Linked DNA regions of Zea mays: region 2 is linked to region 1. A link is a contact called in public Hi-C data. All regions are on one chromosome and are shown on one strand. The core of a region is the stretch at or near the end of the contact, and the rest is flanking DNA. Distances in the headings are between cores, read along the strand shown.

Region 1 (3,414 bases), core at 73-2,572:
CCCAGCATAACCTGTGGGTCCGCCACTGTCAAAAGGAGTATAGAAGTGTGTTGGCTCACTTTTGTACTTGATGGCAGTGAGATCCAATATATATATTATTGTGTGTCTATGTGCTCAGTTTTAGGCGCCCTCGTGCACATCCCATAAGTACGTAGTCAAAAGGATCATGATGTACCTTTGTTTTACTCCAAAATTTAGTCTTTGGTATTCCTCTTCTTCAATCCTATCATTCTTTGGATCGCAAGTCAAGTTCTAGGGCTTGTCATTTTTTGTTCTTTACTGGTTTATTGGTTTTCTCGCAAACATTATACCATATCCCAATCCACTATAGAGGTTGAGTATGTTGCTATCACTAATTGTCACTTACAGTTGCTTTAGATGATGGCCACTTTGAGAGACTTAGGCTCACAGTTTTAGCGAGTGCCTTTGATTTGTGACAGCACTGGTTCCATAAGTGTTGCAAAACAATCTAGTGATATGCTCCAAAACAAAGCATATAGATGTCTGCTTTCATTTTCTAAGAGATCATTATGAGAAATGGGACATAGACTTATGACATGTTAACACTTATAAACAGCTTGTCGATATCCTCACCGAACCCCTTAATTAAGCCACATTTGCGCACTTGGGAGGGGAGCTAGGTGTGTGTTTTCTTTTTTATAGGAGCGAAGTTGTTTTAGTTGTACCGTAGAGCTTCTCTTCTTTGCACTTTTTGCTTTTAGTTTGGCTTTTTGTATCATATTTGCATCACATCATGTATCATATAGCATTTTGAGCTTGTTGTGTATAGCTGTTAGAATATGATTATGCTATTGGTAGTATGTTCATGTGTACATGATGATGTTTGGGCAAGCTTAGGCTCATTTTGCTCACCGTGATACAATTATGTTGAGCTAAGTTCATTTTTCTAAACTGTGAACATGTTTAATACTTGTTAAATCCGCTGAGATTAGCAACTAGCATGTGTAGGATGTGTTGAATTCTTTTTGTTGTCACTAGCATGCAGTGGTGAGCCTAGGATTTGAAAGATGAGTATTCAAAATTGTTAAAGGGTAAAAACATTGGTATGTAATAATCATGGTTAATTGGCTATTGCCAGAAGAACCAAATTTATGTTTCTCAATTCTAGCTAAACAAACGGTAGTTATCGTACCGAGTTGAATTGTTGAAGTGATTCTATGGTCTATGGATTGGATGGAATGGTGTCGTGGTGGATGGCTGTGCGTGACTCACGAGCCAATGGGACGGTGTCACGGTGGCCGGTCGGTAGAGTAGTGGATGTGGACAGTGGGGTGTAGGTCGAACAACAACATCTGGTGAACAGTTGTGCGTGGCTGACGGCGAGGGCACGCCGCACGCGTGGGCAGATGGCAGCGGCGGGCAATTGCTAGGAAACAACGAACGATGACACAACCGCACATGCACGAAGCCTAAAGCCAGCGGAAGTTAGGGAGAGCCACGAGAGAGAAGGGTTGTGGGGGCCGTTGAATAGGTAGGTTTTACGTATACATATTTTATTTATATTTTTTTATTTTTTTACTAAAATTTTGGGTACTCATTTGAGTACCCATGTCTGCATGGTGGCCTGCACTATAGGTGTACATTCGGGCCGCCCGGCCCGGCCCGGCCCAAGCCCGAAAAGGCCCATATTGTTTGAATTTCGGGTCGGCCCGGCCCGTTTGAATTTCGGGCCGTGCCGGGCCGGCCCATGGGCCTCGCCCTCGGCCCACGGCCCGGCCCGTAATTGCTTAAACGTGCCGGGCTTATTTCGGGCGGCCCGAAATTATAAAAGTCCGAAATTCAGTTTTTGGCCCGAAATTCAGTTTTTGGCCCGAAATTCACATTACGGCCCTAAATTCAACAAAATAATAAAACAAATAAAAGATAAGACAAATAAATTTGAACAAAATCAAACTTAATATTTGTATTAATGTTACCACAGCTATGCAATGACTACCTCGTTTATAAATCATTTTGTTAGAAGAAAAAAGAGTATAATCAGCTCTATACAAAGTTCATAAGTTCAGTTTATTGTCTAATGTTCATAACAAAAGTAAAATTACATCACACACTCTAATTCAAAGATACAAAAAAACATCTAACTAGTATTATCTCTAGCTTTGTGTTCTTTATCAAGTATATGAAAGTGTGGAATGAAGTGTGTTTTAATAAATATATGGGCCTTTTCGTGCCTCTATATGGGCCTTTTCGTGCCTGCCTTAAACGGGTCGTGCTCGTGCCCGCTCATGGGCCGTGACCTCGGCCCAAACCCGGCCCGATATAACGGGTCGTGCCGGCCCGGCACTAAATTATTTCGGGTCGTGTCGTGCCTGGGCCGTGCTTTTTTTTCCGTGCTTCGGGCCGGCCCATCAGGCCCGGCCCAAATGTACACCTATAGCCTGCACCTGCTAGTATGCTAGATTACTCTGTCTCATGCTTTGAGTCATTCACTATCTTAACCAAAATAATATTATTCTAAAATTGGATTGGGGATAAGTGAAACAGAAAGATTGAGGTACGTTTGCATTTGTCACCAAATTATTGTATCAAGACTTATTCTCCTTGCACCTTGAGAAGTATAGTAGATAATTGAAACTGGCGTCTTCCACTTATTATTACATTTCTACATAAGGATGCGCCTGATTAAAAAGTTAAATTTGATAGTGCTTACTACCCCTCAGACTCACATTCTATTGACTAAATCTTGTATAACGCTATGATAGTTTGGTTAAATTGGACAATCTTGTATAATGCTCTGATGGTTTGGTTAAATTCGACACCTTTGGCATGATGAGTGACCGTTGTATTAGACTCAATATTCTGTATTTCGGTTAATCATGAGCGTACCACTGAGCATTCTATGTGGCACAAAGTACTTTATCTATGTCGCCTCATACCATTTGAGCATTCCAACAAGGAATATGCCTGTCACAGCAATACTTCCTCATGCATGACATGTTTTCCATTACTTGCGAGTTATGACTACTTGTATGAGCAAAAGATATTGCTATCATATAAGACTTGGTAGTTTCACAATAATGCTCCAGCAGCTGCTAATCTCCTTGTAGAGCCCACATGCTCCTGAGACTGCTGGCACCTGGCAGGCTAGTCTTATCATTACAAACTACTAAAGAACTTAAGGGCCTGTTTGTTTATCCCCCAGATTATATAATCTGGATTAAATAATTCTAAGAGACAAACAAACAGTCTAGCTTATTTGCCCAGATTATATAATCTAACCCCTTAGATTATGATAATCCATAAGCAAGTGAGGAGGTACTTATTTCAGATTATTTTTTCCCACTTCCCCACTACCCTTTCAAGTTTCCTAGAAATTACCCACCATTGCCATTATAATCCACCGAATCGTTTTTTCGCCTTCCGTGATAATATTGCTAATGCAATATTTGTCAA
Region 2 (3,699 bases), core at 893-3,392, 170 kb before region 1:
CGGTGCAGCCGCTCTGGACCACGTCCAAGCGGCGGCTGCGCCGGAGCTTGCCGTACACAGCGGCGCATGAGCCATGTAGGACTGCTTCCAGAGTTCGAACTGGCAGTCGCCAAATTTCTTCTCGTCGTCGGTGAGCGACGCCAACGCGAGCGCCTCATGCTAGTGGTGTTTGTTCGGGGTTTCCAAGTAAGAAACATGGATTCATCTTTGGCATTGGTTTATGAAAATGATTTATAAGTTAGATCCATGGAAAAATATTATGGAGAATAAATGTTACACATGCAAAAAAAAGTATTTAAGTTGAAAACATTATTCAAACAAAAGAAATTGCATGCAAGGCTCTTCTTTAAATACTACTCCCTCAATCCAAAAATATAATTTAATAATCTCAGTGATACTTATCTACTACTACACATTGTGCAAGGGTAGCAGGTGGGCTTCGGGAGAGATGTATTATATGTTTTTACTATAATAGATGTAGACATAAACACATATGTGGTGTAGTGGTAGCTACAAACACATTTATTTGAGAGGTCGCGGGTTCGAATCCCTTTGGAGCCTATTTTTTTAATTTAATTTTAGCTAGGCGTGGGATGCACGTGGGAATGGGAATAGGCTTTGTGGGAGGGAGAATGAGAAAGACACGTGATAGCCGGGAATGGAAATGTGAATGAGCTTTGCAGGGAGGGGGAATGAGAAAGACAGGCAGCTGGGAATGGGAATGAGTGGGGCGTCTTAATAGGTAGTAGAGATTTATACTTTAATTATATCTATATATTTAATATTAAAGAGTAAAGAGGTTCATGTGTCCATCTTTTTTTCTAGCTTCTCACAGATCCCTTGTGTTTCTTTCTGTCCTATCTATGACATAACACAGTAAGGTAATAAGTTCAGTTGCAACACGCGTTTGCTAGTTATTACTAAATAAGGTTAACTTTAGCTTGTGCTTATATACAAAAAAAATTTCGTACGTGTAACTAGACAGGGTACTGTTCGAAAGAACAGTACAAACATTTGAACACGACGTAATAACAGAATATTTTTATTCACAAACATCTTGATATCAGGCACCTTGAACATGATCTCCAAGACCCTGCTTATAGCTTATTGTAGCAGGAGATTACTCCTCTACATATATACAGTGTATATATAACAAGTAATACATCGGCTATATACTATTCTTAGCCAACTAATCCTAAATTATAAACACCAAACAGAAAGAAAGAGCGGAGAAAAGGTTCATTAATTAAAAGATAACACGAGACGAAAATTGAAAGTGGTGAACATTAATATAGCTAGGTACCGCTTTGCGCTTGTGTGCCTTTCAACTTCCACCAACCTAGCTTGGCGTCACTCCCGTGAGGCCACCGTGCATTCGCCGGCTCACCGGCCGGCCGGCGCCGCAGTTACGTCGGCCTTCACAGGCGACACCAGCAGTACCAGGTCCAGACCTCGATAGATCACCAACACCTTCCGTGCGTCCACCTCACTCCGTTAATTACGTACCTAGACGGCTAGACCAGCCTGACCGGCGCCGCGGCAGCCGACACGGCCTCGACGCCCCTGCAGCTCAGCGACCGTATGAGCCTCCATGGTGCCCACGCCGCGGCGGAGGAGGACGGCTCGTTCGCGGCGCCGCCAGCCTGCAGAGCCTGCCGCGCCCTCAAGCGCCTCCTGATCTCGCCCATGCTCGTGGCCGCCGGCAGGCGCACGGTCCCGAACGCCATGTCGTGCCACCGCACCTGCTGCTGCTGCTTCTTCCTTTGTGGCGCTGGCGCCGGCGTGGCCGCCACCGCCGCGACGCCGCTTGGCGCTCCGCGGCGAGGGCGCTGGGGAGGCTGCGGCTGGGCGACCGTAATGGCCGCGACCTGGACGGCGACGATTCTTGGACGCTCGGTGCGCGCGCTGCGCCGGGTCCTGAAAAGGAGAGGCGTGAGCTCGAAGTCGTCGTCTCCATTGTAGCCGTCGTATGGAGCGCACCGGCAGCGGAGCTCGTGGGCTGCGATGGTGAGCACGGTTACAGACGGCGGGGAGAGAGAGGACCCCAACTCTCTCATCTGGAGTGTATGTGAGCTTGAGGTGTGTGTGTACAAGGGTGGTGGTGTGCCCTTTTTGCGTCGTGTGAAGCTGTGAAGGGCATATTTGTGGTCACGGTGATGGAAAATAGAAAGGGCAGGGACCATGGAGTGAGATGCTTTAGAGAAGAGAGGGGGGAGAGATGCCGTGATGGTTTGGTCATGCCTTTTGTGGCCTCGCGCCCTCGCCGCTGAGCGTGTGGTTGAATAGAAACCGGGTCTGGGTAGATCACTTTGCTTTCTGCGTAGGCAAGGAACACTAGTCACTGTGTGTTGTCACACCAAGATTTACGTAAATTCACATGTATCTCATATCGTGTGTGTATATATAACCCATATATATATCATTCTTTGCTAAAGAGAAATGATCACTATGGGTCAGACTCAATAGAATTGGATCCATTCCAAATAGCGAGAATTAGGATTCTTGATCCCTCTCAGTCTCTCTTTCAATTCGAGGATCCGGAGAGGTGTTTTCATAGTCGTCTTCGAATATTTGCCATCTCCGAATATTTTCGATTTCATTTTTCTATGATATGTCTTTCTATATGAAAATTGGTTATTTACGATGTACGATGATCCCTGTTAAGCATCCATGGCTGAATGGTTAAAGCGCCCAACTCATAATTGGTAAATTTGCGGGTTCAATTCCTGCTGGATGCACGCGAACGGGAACGGTCTATTGGAATTGGCTCTCTATCCATGGAATCTCATCCATCATCCATACATAACGAATTGGTATGGTATATTCATACCATAACATAAGAACAATAAGAACTCGAATTCTTATCGATACTAGAACTCAGAGCATAGGGGGGAAAGTCGATTTATGGGGGGAAAGAGTCTTCGTTTATTGGGAAAGAATCAATATACTTTTAATGTCGAATCGGGATTCACTAAGACAGATATAAAGCATTGGGTCGAACTCTTCTTTGGTGTTAAGGTAGTAGCTGTGAATAGCCATCGACTACCCGGAAAGGGTAGAAGAATGGGACCTATTCTGGGACATACAATGCATTACAGACGTATGATCATTACCCTTCAACTGGGTTATTCTATTCCACTTCTAGATAGAGAAACAAACTAAAGGAGAATACTTAATAATACGGCGAAACATTTATACAAAACACCTATCCCGAGCACACGCAAGGGAACCGTAGACAGGCAAGTGAAATCCAATCCATGAAATAAATTGATCCATGGACGGCACCGTTGTGGTAAAGGTCGTAATGCCAGAGGAATCATTACCGCAAGGCATAGAGGGGGAGGTCATAAGCGCCTATACCGTAAAATCGATTTTCGACGGAATCAAAAAGACATATCTGGAAGAATCGTAACCATAGAATACGACCCTAATCGAAATGCATACATTTGTCTCATACACTATGGGGATGGTGAGAAGAGATATATTTTACATCCCAGAGGGGCTATAATTGGAGATACTATTGTTTCTGGTACAAAAGTTCCTATATCAATGGGAAATGCCCTACCTTTGAGTGCGGTTTGAACTATTGATTTACGTAATTGGAAGTAACCAATTAGGTTTACGACGAAACCTAGAAATCGATCACTGATCCAATTTGACTACCTCTACGGGATGACCTCAACAGAAAACTGTTGAGTA

What was found. A called contact is a pair of places that touch in the nucleus more often than the background predicts.
Region 2: a contact with region 1 is called in a Hi-C map of leaf, with 4 times the contacts expected there. The contact joins two enhancer-like sites. A contact is called at or near these places in 3 of 25 Hi-C or Micro-C datasets (bundle sheath, ear and leaf).

What each region holds. Positions count from the first base shown.
Region 1 is chr4:74,548,874-74,552,287 of Zm-B73-REFERENCE-NAM-5.0, reverse strand. No RefSeq gene overlaps it. Among protein-coding and RNA genes, the nearest start is that of LOC109946023, 7.3 kb to the right of the region's middle. Within about 2 kb of position 1,322, at least 15 of the 20 cell types and tissues checked have an H3K27ac peak or open chromatin away from gene starts, as enhancers often do. A contact at or near this core is called in bundle sheath and leaf, where this site is marked.
Region 2 is chr4:74,721,519-74,725,217 of Zm-B73-REFERENCE-NAM-5.0, reverse strand. No RefSeq gene overlaps it. Among protein-coding and RNA genes, the nearest start is that of LOC103655347, 19 kb to the right of the region's middle. Within about 2 kb of position 2,142, at least 12 of the 20 cell types and tissues checked have an H3K27ac peak or open chromatin away from gene starts, as enhancers often do. A contact at or near this core is called in bundle sheath and leaf, where this site is marked.